Regions from separate parts of the Hordeum vulgare genome. Here region 1 is linked to region 2. The links are chromatin contacts, called in public Hi-C maps. All regions are on one chromosome and are shown on one strand. Each heading gives the region's core, a stretch centred on a gene start, on an enhancer-like site or on the middle of the called end of the contact. The rest is flanking DNA. Distances are from core to core; before and after follow the strand shown.

The links. Hi-C and Micro-C count contacts between places; a contact is called where the count stands out from the background.
Region 1: a Hi-C map of seedling shows a contact between it and region 2, with 4 times the contacts expected there. The contact joins the promoter of LOC123417008 here to the promoter of LOC123447914 in region 2. A contact is called at or near these places in 3 of 6 Hi-C or Micro-C datasets (leaf and seedling).

What each region holds. Positions count from the first base shown.
Region 1 is chr1H:484,386,542-484,393,440 of MorexV3_pseudomolecules_assembly, reverse strand. It overlaps LOC123417008 (cytochrome P450 89A2-like), which reads right to left and starts at 5,313. Exons shown (of 1, transcript XM_045106860.1): 1 at 3,514-5,313. The coding sequence starts at 5,081. The coding sequence ends at 3,552.
Region 2 is chr1H:484,164,608-484,171,341 of MorexV3_pseudomolecules_assembly, reverse strand. LOC123447914 (phosphatidylinositol/phosphatidylcholine transfer protein SFH8-like) reads left to right here and starts at 3,014. Exons shown (of 15, transcript XM_045124654.1): 1 at 3,014-3,204; 2 at 3,344-3,430; 3 at 4,308-4,599; 4 at 4,814-4,910; 5 at 5,010-5,276; 6 at 5,367-5,444; 7 at 5,602-5,703; 8 at 5,914-5,963; 9 at 6,044-6,143; 10 at 6,245-6,343; 11 at 6,431-6,547. The coding sequence starts at 3,397.

The DNA of each region.
Region 1 (6,899 bases), core at 4,064-6,563, 220 kb before region 2:
ATAATGATAAAAATGGATTTGGAGAGGTCATGACTTTATTTAGTGGTGAGTCCACTATTTTGGAAGAGGTTTCAATTGACTAAGACAACAAAGTTGCTATCTATGATGATTATTGTGATGACATGTATGCTATAAAGAGTAATAATAACCATGAAACTTCTCATCATGATTTTAATTTTAATTTGGATTATATCAACCAATTATCACATGATAGTTATTTTCTTGAGTTTGCTCCCACTCTATGAATGAGAAGAATTTTTCTTGTGTGGGTAATAATAAAAATTCTATGCTTGTGCATCATGAAAAGAATATTTCATGTGATAGTTATATCGTGTAATTCCATCATGATTCTACCGAGAGTTATTATGAGAGAGAAACATATGCTTCTAGGTATTGCAATAATATCAAGTTTCATCTCTATGTGTTGAAAATCTTGAAGATATGCTTGTTTTGCCTTCCTATGCTAGTTGATTCTTGCTACCATAAATTCTTTGCTTGAAAAATCTTTATACATAGGAAGTGGGTTAGACTTAAATGTGCTTGTCATGTGATTCGTGATGCTCTTTTTGCATGTCTCAATTACTATTCTTATGTGAGCATCATTGAAATCATCATGCCTAGCTAAAAGACATTAAAGAAAAGCGTTTGTTGGGAGACAACCCAATATTTATCATTCTTACTTTTGTGTTTTAACATGATTAAGCTACTGCATTAATCATTTTAGTGTCATTTATTTCAATAAAGTTCCAAGTAAAGCCTTTGGGATAGTATGGATACTTGCTAGTTTGATTTTGTGCAAAAACAAAAACTTTTACATCCAGTGTGGAATTTCTCTGAATTTAATGAAACATCAAAAATTTCTGAAAATTTTACACAATTTAGTATGCAAATTCTCTGTGTTTTCCTAATTTTTCAGAATGTTTGTAGTCAGGAAGTATAGTGTTCATTGAGATCTTCACAGACTGTTCTGTTTTTGAGATTATGTTTAGCATACACAGTTTGCTTGTTTTAAGTGTTTCTATAGCTTATATTTAGTGATATAAATTATGAGAATGTTATAATACAGTAGGTATTATGTGAGAACAATTGTGAATCTTGTCTTGACAATACCTAAGAGAATCATCCAACCGATCCGACGAGCCGGCTAGAGCGGCGAGCCGACGTGAGCGAGAGAGGTCGGTCTGGAGCCATGTCGAGGCTAGGGCGAGCCCGAGGAGGCCAGTGGACGCGTGCGGCCGCACCCCGCGTGCACATGAGCCGTGCTCGGTAGTCAAGCTAGCACTCACGCAACCGAATGGATTGGCTTTGCCTGCTAGCTAGCTAGCTAGCTAGGCGCGAGTGCGTGCACGTACAGGGACGGAGGTGGCCAGCCCGTCCGCGCGAGGAGGTGTTGCCGAGGGGAGATCAGAGCGGGACGAGACCGATGGCGAGCACATAGGTAGGTGGCGTGTTGCAGCGAACTGGAGGTTGACAAAGTTGATGGCGAGGATGCGTCGTCCTGCGCGGCCGACCCGGGGGCGTGTTGGTGTCGAGCCCTCGAGCGCCGCCGGAGAGACGACGACAGCACCGTGGTGGTGATGACGAAGAGGGCCCCGTTCGGACCGCGGTTCCACCAGCAGCTGGCCCCATGATGGGCGCCAGCAGATGCCATGAGATGGCTTAAAGAGGTGAGAGCAAAGTTGTCGTGGAGATCGGGGACGGGATAGGGTAATAGCACGCGGTGGTTTATCCAGGTTCGGGGCTCTCCGGAGAGATTATACCCCTACTCTTGTTCCGGTGTATAAGTCATTAGCGTAGTTCTAGGTCACCGATTTAAGAAATTAAATATGTGTTATATGTCATGAAAAATATATCACTAGATTTCTACACGGATGTAGTTTTTTTTTATTATATACTATATATATTTAGATAGTTAAATTATCAATCTAGAACTACGCGAATAACTTATACACCAGGACGAAGGTAGTATAGATCATTGTTGTTGTGTGTGACCTTTCAGTAATCGATCCCCGTCCGTCCGGACGTTTTAGGCGAGGGCCCAGATGTAGATACTCTTATTCGTGGAGGCCTTGTGAAATTGCCCGAACTTATTAAATTTCGTGGAGGAATAAAGGACTTATTTTATTTTAATTTTATTTAGAGTTCAAAAATAAGGTCCTGTTTGTTTCATAAGTCTTAGGACTTTTTTAAGTCCCAACTTATAAGTCATAAGTTACTACCTGTTTGTTTACAGGGACTTATAAGTCCCGAGTCCCTGCCTGTTTGTTTACAGGGACTTATAAGTTCACGTTGCACCTAATAATACACTTGTTCACGTAACCCTTGTTCATACAAATGAATTGCAGAATAATGACAATCGAAATAACAATTGTTCATAACACTTGTTCATACAAACGAATAAACACTTGTCCATAAGAACCAAAATAAGAGAGAGTACATAACAACCGAGATATCAAAAATTACATAAGCGAAGAACCTTGGGGCACGGGCCTACCACGACCAGGTCCGACCGAAGGAAGGCCATGACCGGCCGACTGGTCGAAGAGGAGTTGTTGGTACGAGCCGAACTCCGGGAAGTCGTCGACGTTGCTGTTGAGATCCAAGAAACGTCCGAAACCCATTCCCCTCCCGAGATTTCCACCGGCGGATGAGAACTAGGAGAAAAAAGGCATCTGCTCCTCCTCATCATCAGCCATGGTACGGTGACCTGGGACGCGGGGATCGTCATCAGCCATGGCGCGGTAACCTGCAGTCAACATGGATCGTCATCAGCCAAAATGTCAACAGAAAACTGGATGAATCAACAGTAACATTCCATATTTTTCAGTTATTATTATACAGGAAACTAGATGAATCATCTTTTAATTATATTAGCAAGAATCACCAGGAAACTGGATTAATTGCATCGCACATGACCGGCTTAATTGCATCGCACAGACTGGGTGAATCATCAACGAATCATCAGTGAAATTGCATCGCACAGGCCGACGGGACGGGACGGTGGGGGGACGGGGCGGCGGGACTAACCGAGGCAGAAACGGGCGACGGGACGGGGCAGCGGGGGGCGAGCCGAGGCCAACGGGACGGGACGGCGGGGGGACGGGGCGACGGGGCGACGATGGGGCGGGTCGGCGACGGGGCGACGATGGGGCGGGTCGGCGACGGGGCGGGCGGCGACGGGGCGGCTACTCCAGCGATGCGGGGCGGTGGGGCGGCGGCGGGGCGGGCGGCGACGGGGCGGCTAGCGATGCAGGGCGGTGGGGCGGCGACGATTGGGGCTGGGAGCGACACGGGGTAGGGCGGTGGGGCGGCGGGCACTGATCGATGCGGGAAACGACGCGGGCCAACGAGCATAAGTCCCAATAAGGTCCTCTCTGAGAGTCTTATTTGATAAGTCACAAATCACCACAATAAGTCCCAATAAACCCCTTGTGTTTGGTTTAGGTAGGACTTATAAGGACTTTTTAAAGTCCCTAAATCAATAAGCCCGTGAAAACAAACACCCTCTAAGAGTAGACACCGACGGAGAGCAGCATGGATGAGACGCAGCTTCAAGTCCTTGGGATGGCTCGAACACGGAGGGGATGCTTCATGAGGGTGGTGAAATCCAGCACCTCGGTCATGTCCACCTCCTCCCCGTCCGCCGCCGGCAGCCACTCCAGCTCCCTCACGAGGCTCCAGACGAAGAACTCCAGGTGCAGCATGGCGAGCGTGTACCCCGGGCACATCCTGCGGCCCGCTCCGAAGGGCATCATCTTGATCTCTCTGCTCCCCGTGATGTCCACGCCGCATCCCTCGCCGCCGTCCAGGAACCGCTCCGGCCGGAACTCCCGTGCAGCCGCCCACACCGTCTCGTCGCGCCCGAACTCGGCGATCAGGAAGTTGACCTCCGCTCCCTTGGGAACCCTGTAGCCGCCGATCTCCGTGTCGCTCTGTACGCCGTGAGGGAGGAGGAAGTGGGCCGGTGGGTGGAGCCGCAGCCCCTCGAGGACGACGGCCTTCAGGTACGGCATCCCCTGCAGGTCGCCTTCGCTGAGCTCCGGCTTGCTCCTGACCTCCTCGTAGACCTTGGCCTGCATGTCCGGATGGTTCACCAGCTCCGCCATGATCCACTCCAGCGAGGTCACCGTGCTGTCCGTGCCACCGCTCAAGAACTCGGAGCAGAGGCTGACGAGCTCAGAGTCCGTGAGCGGGCGGTCGCCTTCGTCCGCCACGCGCAGCGCAAGAAGCGAGTCGGCGTAGCACGGCGGGTCATCGGCGCCGCGGGGCACGGAAACAGAGCGCCTTGCTTCGATCAGCGGGAGCAATATCTCGTCCTGCCTCCGGCGGACGGCAAGGTGCGCCTCCCATCGCTCGCGGAAGAGCCTCTTGGTGAGCGCCGGGAAGAAGGAGAAGATGGGGAAGCCGGTGATGGTGCGGACGACCCACAGCTGCATGTCCTGCATCTCGTCGAGCACCTCCGGGGCGAGCCTGGCGCCGAGGCTCATGTACACCAGCAGGTCGAACATGGCGTTCCGGAGCAGCGTCCTCACCTCTACAGGGTCTCCGGCGCCGGCGCGCACGCGGAGGTCGCGGACGAGCGTGTCGCGCATCCGGCGCCTCGCGGGCGCGAACTGGCTGACGCAGGCCGGGTGCAGCGCCTCGGAGGCGAGGTTGCGGCGGACGAGGCGCCAGTAAGGCCCGTAGGGCGCGGCGTTGATGTTGCGGGAGCCGGACGTGAAGAGGAGCCCCGGCTCGAAGAGCCGCGGGCGGTCGGCGAAGGTGGAGCCGCCCTGGACGAGGACGCGGTGGGCGAGGCGGCGGTCGGAGACGAAGACGAGGGCGCGGAAGAGGCGGATGGAGATGACGGGGCCGTAGCGCGCGTGCAGGTCGCGGAGGAGCGGCTCAAGGTGGAAGATGGACTGCCGGAGTGCTAGGAACTTGGCCAGGAAGAGCAGCGCCGGCGGGCCTGGGGGGAGCTCCTTACCAGTCGCCTTCTTGTCGACGCCGTGGCGGCTGCTGAGCAAGAAGAGGAGCGAAGCTGCGAGCGAGAGCAAGAGAGTGATGAGCAAGAGGAGCGGTGGCCAGGCCGTGAGATCCATCGTTGCAGCTCAAGCTATTCTGACGCAGCTTGTACTGCTCCAGTGCAATCCTTCGAGTTAACTGGAGCAGTACAAGAGCTGAATTGGCGTCTTGACATTTGGTCGTCGCATACTCGCATTGGTCGCATTCAGCTCTTGTCGATTTCGATATACGGAACTGATGGGAGAGAATAGATTACAAATAAACTCATCGACAACCTGAGGTCACGTCCGTGCCAATAATGCGCGATCTACGGGAAAGAATTGACCTTACGAAAATTATGTGCCGTGCAACTACTTAACTTTTTTTTTTTCTTTTTTGAGAATTATCGCTTTTTTATTAATCTACTAGCAAAAGTGTCCGTACATTGCAACGGATAATAAAACTCCTATATGTTGAGGTATCGATGCTAGTTAAATGAAAACTTATTAGCAAATATGCCCGTGCGTTGCAACGGGTAGTAAATATTTCTTGCTGAGACACTATCATTCTAATCCAATTTTGATTCTGACTCGTCATATTGATGTTGTGCACCTACGACCACATTCATGCATCATCGACGTGGTGTCGTTCGACACTGAGGAAGCAACGTTTATGAAATAGATATATTCTAAAAAGCCTATATGTATAGCCATCATATGCAATAGATGAAAAATATACTAAGATTGCACTTATGAATTCAACCGTTATCCTAAAAAAATAAACTATCAACATTCATTATTATCAGATGAATAGTTCAATTTTTCTTTTAAAATAAACCTTCATGTACTTTGATGTTCATCAATTTTATAAGTACATGTACATCCTATAAAAATTGTTTGTCTATTTACTAAAAAAAGTGTAGTCCGTTGATAAGAACACGCGTGGCTTCTGCCAAGAAAAAGCACGTACGTAAGGTGTTAAACCATGAAATATGTATAAAGAAAGAACTTAGATTATAACATTTCCTAAATATTGACATTTAAATTTACATGTTAGAATACAGATCGTATGAAATAAAGACAAATACTGATTTATATTATACCCTATATAGTATTTTAAAAATATTAAATAACAACATATTCAAACTCTACAAATTCCAAACAAATTTGATATATAACATGTTTAAATTGGATTTATGGTTAAAAAATATTATTATTTAAAAATACATATTTATTCTGAATAGATTCCAGAGTTATTAAAATTATTTGACATGTAAAATAATAACATATTCAAACTCTACACATTTTTCTAATCAAATTTCATATATAACATGTTTAAATTAGATTTACAGTTTAAAAGATATTATTATTTGAAAATGCATATTTATTCTGAATTCACTCCGGGGTTATTAACACATATGTCGGGGGGGGGGGGGGTTACACAAAATTGTAAAAAACGATTCGCTGTGATTAAAGTATGGACCGCGGGTTATTTAGCATAAATGTAGGGGCGGTTTGTGTAAAATACAAAAAACAATTCACACTCACTTAAAGATGGACTGCGGGTTGATTTTGGAAAACTACAGGATGGTTTTGCAAAATAACCACGACGGATGACATAAGCCATCGGTGCTTTATTATTAGGGAGAGATGATGTTCATAGGTACAAGTATTGGGTCACCAGGCACACCCAGCCACACATGCCTATCTAATACTTCCTCCGTCATAAAATAAGTGACTCAAAAGTAACTCAACTTTATACTAAAGTTAGTACAAAACTCAATTTTGGGACGGAGTACCATATTACAAGCATCATTGATGAGATTATGAGCTTCAAAATTAACAATCCTAAGCTCGTGCACAAAAGAACAAAGAACAAAACTATCTCTATGAATCATGATTTCATGAATAATAGCC
Region 2 (6,734 bases), core at 1,765-4,264:
ACCGGAGCTGAGCATATGTTTCTTGCCCGGTCCTATTATAAATCGCACACAGCCTAGCACCTTTCTGCTCCAATCTTTGCTCAGATTACACCACCTTTACTTTCTCCATTTGTGCTTTATTAGGATCTGGTCAGGTCAGCTTGCACTAAGATATACGTATGTGAATATGTCCACTTGTTTATGTTAGGCAACGAACCTGTGCTCCCCGTGGTGAGAGCCGGGACGAATTTAATTTGCAGATCACGGCAGATGATTGTCAAGGATTGCGACAGCCCAACTAATAATAATAAACTAATTGAAAGGGATTAGTTGTTCAAAAGTTAGTATTGTTCATGAGAGAAACGAAAAAGATTAGCAGAGGCACAGTCACGGGTGGTCGAACTGTCAGCGGCGCGGGCCGTAACCAGGGACAGAGAAAAGTTTCATCCATGCCGACTTCATTGACGTGATGTGCTGCGCACGCCCGTGCGTACGTCTTTGGCCGTCTTGCTCCGCTGGATCGATGGCAGCACATCAAATCACGGGACAAGGAGCAAGCACTAATTCCATGGGGCCTTGTGGCTAGCTAGCTGCTTGTCATCTAGCTCAACAGTGAACAGTTAGTTAATGGTCAGGGAACAGTCTCTGAGATGCAACTTAGACTGTATATATGTATATAGTAAACCGCTGCTATATAGGAGTACGTATGTGCTTGCGGCTCTAAAATGTTTCAGACTATCTTTTGCCTTGGTTTCTGAAGAAATGTTGCAGGGTGTGGTCCGTTCAGAGTTCAACGTTGTACAGCCATAATTTACCACGGGGTGAAACCACCTATGCCAACCTGCACACAAGTATCTACCTAGCTGCCGGTGCCGGGTAATGTTAGCATCATTCGTTGGGTTCAAGGAGAGGATGAACCACTCACTTGAGGCAACATAGTAAAATAATAATTAGAGATCAAGGCCTTCCTCCTAGTGTTGTATCTTGTATGTGGGATATCTTCTTTGTTGTGTCGCACAACGGATTAGTTGTGTCAGTTTTTATCATCTTTCTGTTAACTAAGAGCAGCAACTTCACGTACCGACCCAAACAGATGCATGTTTTATTCGTTTGGATTGGTCTAACGGACATTCATATTCACTTTTATAATTGTGTCGGCGCTTGCGTTTAATCTGGTCACAACTTAATTTCAAATTACATGAAAAAAATATTTTAAAAATGTAAAAAATCATTAATTAAGCATTAATGTCGGTCTGGAAGGCCATGATAGTCCTACGAGTCCACATTACATTAAAAGAAAATTTAATAAACTAAAAACAAGAAGGCGCGCTGTCCTAGGCGTCCTCTCCTCGTCGTCGTCGGGGCCGGTAAGGTCGACGAGCGTCGGCGTCGGACCAGCCCAGGGAAAGGTCGTCTCCCAGGCGGCAACGACGTCGTTCATCGATGGCTGCACTGGCGCTCGTTGTGCAGCGCATTGCTCCTCCTCCTCAGCTTTAGCCTCACGCTCCATCAGCTTGATCCGCCGGGCCTCTGCGCCCTCCTCTGACACCCGCCGTTGCTCTGGTGTCAGCTGCTGTCATCGGCGCCTCACCTTCTTTGCATGCGCCCGCGCCTACCGCGGCACCATTGGCACTGGGATCCTCTTCGGATCCAAATGCCAGTAATGCGGCAGCGTGACGTCGGGGTAGGGTAAGGGGAATTGGTGCTTCTAGTGCCACCTCACTTGGTGCACTGGTATGTTGACCCGCTGCCGAAGCAGACGGGAAGATGCCGACGACGAGAGCACGCAGATGGGAAGACGCCGACGACGGGAGCGCGCACACAAGGAAGGCGGGGGACTTGCCCTTGTCTTTGCTGGAGAAGAAACCAATGGTGGCTTGGTTTACAGACGACGGGGAAGCAACGGGTGGCTAGATGTGGATGGGGGCGACTTATGAAAGAGGATGAGCCCCCCTCCCCCATGGGCGTATGCACGGATCAAAAAAGGACACCCGTGGGTCGCTGACGCGTGGGTCCATGATGGACGGTCGTCGTTAATAAAGACGACGCTGGCTTTAACCAGACGCCATGTGTGGACGCGTGCGGGCATGAGAAGGCGCGCGCCGCGTCCGCTTCGCGTCCGTATCAACGCATTTCAGGAGCAATTTTGAGCCGAAAATGAATCCGCACGAACACGAAGCAGACACGTTTTGGGTTTGGGTTGGCGCGTTAGGCCTTCATTTTTGTCTGTGCTGACCCAAATGGATGCGGACGGACAATTGGGTCGCTGCGTTGGAGGTGCTCTAACTCACCAATTTTCTTCTTCTTACCTCTATTTCAAAGGGAAAAAGGTCTAGCCATTTTTTCTCCGATGCCGCTTAGATTTAGTTTTTCTTAAAACAAAACTACCACTCGCTTCATTCTTAAATATAAAACCTTTTTAATTTTTTACTATAAACCACATACGAAGTAAAATGAGTAAATCTATATTCTGAAATATATCTATATACATCCGTATATAGTCTATAGTAAAATCTCTAAAAGGTCTTATATATATATATTTTTAAAGGGAATAGATATTTATAGTTTCCCTTATGCATCTGTGTTTGTTTGATCAATTGTAGGCAGACAATGTATCATCATCAATCATCAATCAATAACCAATAGATACTTGCATAAAAGCACCCCATAATAAATTATATAATCTGTACTAGTAGAACAATTGTAGCGGAATTAAAAAGGAGTGGACGAGGGAGCAGTTGCCCAACCAAACCAAATCTGACTCGGCCAAAGCCTTCCACGCGTCACGTCACGGGCACGGCCTCCTGCGCTCGGTCCATGGGCGAGGCCGCATCGCCACCGTCCACTGCTCGGACCGGCGCGCATCAACGGCCACGGCAGACGCGCCTCAGCCCTCAGATCTACGTATCCAACTAGTAAAAAGATTCCTACGTGGTGGGTGGTCCGGGTGCGCCGGGCCCACGTACCGAACACGTCCACGTCGCCCGGGTCAACCGTTTCCGGCCCATGGGCCTGGTCTACCCGCGCCGTGACGGAAACCTCCGTGCCCTCTGCCTCCTTCTTCTTCTTCTCCCTCCCGGAGTCGCCCGCCCGCCCGCCCCATTAAAACGGTGGGAGAAGGAGAAGCTCCTCCTCCTCCCGCCCCCCGAAATCCGCACCCGAATCCCGAAACTGACAGGCGGAAAATCTCCGCCGGGGACCAGATTCCCCGCCTGGTACGCGCGCGTAAGAACCGTCATTCGATTGATTCAAGTTCTTCTCCCCCCCCCCCTAATCCAATTCGCCAATCCGGCGTTCGAGCGTGCGTGGCGGGCGCTCTTCGCTGCTGTCCTGCTCGCTGAATTTTTCCGTGCGGATTTTCCAGCGGATTTCGGGCCTGGGGCTTTGCTGGGGAGATCGATTCCGGAGCCGGAGGGGATGTCAGGGCCCCTCGACCGATTAGCCAGGCCATGTGAGTATAAAGTGTTTGTTCCTCCGTTTATTGTTGCTGGTCGACGTACTTATTTCCTTTAGGACTTGGAGGAACCAATTTCCTAGGGTTCAATGTTTCTGGCTCCTCTCGTGATTTCCTCTGTAAAGTTCGTTTCTTTTTCAGTGTCTGGGATTAAATAGGCTCGTATTTTGATTATCGCGCTCCTCGAATCAGCTATGAGGATTATGCGATTTGGGGCCACCGGAAGCATGTTCCTAATTTGACAGTAAAGTCCACGTGTAAATAAACAACTTTCTGTGTAAAAAAGAAGGAAAAATCTTCGAGCAGAAGTCTGTTCTGTTTTCAGTTGTTTTTTACTTGGCATCGCTAAAGGATATTACCTCCCCTACTCTTTCAATGGGAATGACAGCTTACCTGATGTGAAAAAATAATGGCAGCTTACCTTCCTTTATAAAAGATTGTGTTATTATATCTAGTGCGTGAAGGTTAGTAGGTAATCATTGTCAAAGATAACTACATAAGACTTAATTGTAGAGTACAGGAAAATGCAGAGAATTAACATATTGTGTTGTTGATGCCACCTGTATGAACCAACAAATTTTTAAACCATCCAACTAATCAGTGCAAGGTTCTTTCTGCTTGCACTCTGTATGGTGCTGAACAAAATTGACGACCCTGTCCCTTTTTGCAACTCACCCTTGCTGAATCTTCATACTAGCACCTGTAATCACAGAGTGTTGTTTCAGCATACGGGTAACTGTATTTGGCATGGGTTCTTGCTGCAGTTCCTTGCAGAACACCATTATTTGGCTATTGGTTTTTGTTACTAGAGTAACTGTATCTGCTTTTGCTTTGACTACAGTATGGAATATTAACATATTGTTACTGGGCACAGCTTTTGAAGGATTTACACATAATGATGGAAAGAAAGAGAGCAGATCGGATGCAGACAACTCAGAAGGAGAAAAGAAGACTAAAATAGCCTCCTTCAAGAAAAAGGCAATTAACGCAGGGAACAAATTCAGACATTCCCTAAGGAGGAGAAGCAAAAAGAAGAATGAAAATCAGATTTCCATCGAGGACATAAGACATGTTCAAGATCTACAGGCCGTTGAGGCATTTCGACAGTGCTTGCTTGATGAGGACTTGTTGCCACAACAACATGATGATTACCACATGATGCTGAGGTACAGAATCTGCTGATCTCAGGGTCTTCACCTGACCGTATTATGTGGATTTCTTTTCCAATAGCCCCACCTTAGGAAACCGTGTACCAATGTCAATTGCCTATGTGTTCTCAAGAGGCTATCATTACAGGCATTGATAGTTGTTTTAATTTTCGAAAAAAAAAAGATAATTGTTTTACTGTCTGATGTTTATATTTATATCAATCATGTGTAGGTTCCTGAAGGCACGGAAGTTTGATGTTGAGAAGGCAAAGCTTATGTGGTCTGATATGCTTGCATGGAGAAAGGAATTTGGGACCGACAATATAGAGGTAAGCAGAAACTTGTACAAATATTGTACAACATGGATTTAGCATTTTTCTTGCTTAAGAGTAACTACAGGATGGTGACACTTATTTTATTTTTCTTAGGAATTTGATTACTCTGAGTTAAACGAAGTTATGCAGTATTATCCACAGTTTTACCATGGGGTGGATAAAGATGGTAGACCTGTCTATGTGGAGCTAATAGGAAAAGTTGATGCCAACAAGCTGGTGCAAGTAACAACTATAGACCGGTATGTGAAATATCATGTCAAGGAGTTTGAGAAATGTTTCCAGATGAGATTTCCAGCTTGCTCAATTGCTGCAAAACGGCACCTGGACTCATGCACTACTATTCTGGATGTGCAAGGCGTGGTATGGCTCTTTATGACCAAACATTGCTCTCAACCTTGGAAGTCACATTTTTTTATGACTTTGTAATTGACTAGTTTTCCGTAATTCAAGGGATTGAAGAACTTCGCAAAATGTGCAAGGGAACTAATCACCCGACTGCAGAAGATTGACAGTGATAACTACCCAGAGGTAGATGATTCTGTGATGGATGTTGTTGGGCCACAAATTTTAGTTCTCTCCTTTCCATTTGCATTCAGGAAGAATTATTTCCTGTCATGTGCGCTTATCATTATATTTCTCTTGGCCCAACAGTACAGTATCTAACGTATTCAGAATGCTGCTGCAGACATTATGCCGGATGTACATAATTAACGCTGGTCAAGGCTTCAAGATGTTATGGGGCACAATAAAGTCTTTTCTTGATCCGAAAACTGCTTCAAAGATCCATGTAAATAATTCTACTCCCTCCGTCCCAAAATAAGTGACTCAACATTATACTAACTTACTCAACATTATACTAACTTTATACTAATGCTGGTACAAAATTGAGTTACTTATTTTGGGACGGAGGGAGTATTATGTAAGATTGATTTGATGCATAATTGTTAATCGATTCAGTACACAGATACTAACTATATTTCAATCTTTTCACTTGAAGGTTCTTGGAACCAAGTATCAAAATAAGCTCCTTGAAATAATCGATGAGAGGTCAGAATCTTTAATTTTGTCCGTGCATGTCTATGTTTGTTGGTTTCCAGACTAATGCTTTTTGGTTTCCATTTATGCAGTGAATTGCCAGAATTTTTTGGTGGCAAATGCAAGTGTGAAGAACATGGAGGTTGTCAGAGATCAGATAAAGGTCCTTGGAAGGATCCCACCACAATAAAGGTTGTGAGTTCATCCTCCCCAAAGAGAGGATATTTTATGTACACTGATATTTGCTGGGCTTCTTTGTGTTTGCTAATGTGATGCATCTTCACTTTCTTCAGAGGGTCCTTAACGGCGAGGCAAACTACGACAGACAAATCGTGACCATATCAGGCACCGATGGCAAGATAATCGGTTATGCTAGGCCACAGCGCCCAAATGTAAGTTTTACAAGCTTGGTTGGACATGAAGAGTTGTTGAACCATCTTTTCAATCTGTAATGAATACTTACTCTGTTATTATTAAAGCAGGGAAAAGGCAGTGATGCATCTGCTGAGTCTGGGTCTGAAGTGGAAGATGCTACATCTCCTACTGCACCAAGGACCCTCATAACGAACCCTTCTTTGACCCCTGTTCATGAGGAGGCAAGTACCTATCACCTGTTGAGCGTGCAATCAGGAAACCTGGCATTATCGGCAGTTCAGCATAGTCTACATCAGTAACGTTGTCAACTAAATATACTGAATGATGTAAACAGCATTATAAGGACAAGAATTTTTTTGAAAATTGATCACCAAAGTATGATTATTCTTTTAACTTTTTTTTACCCGA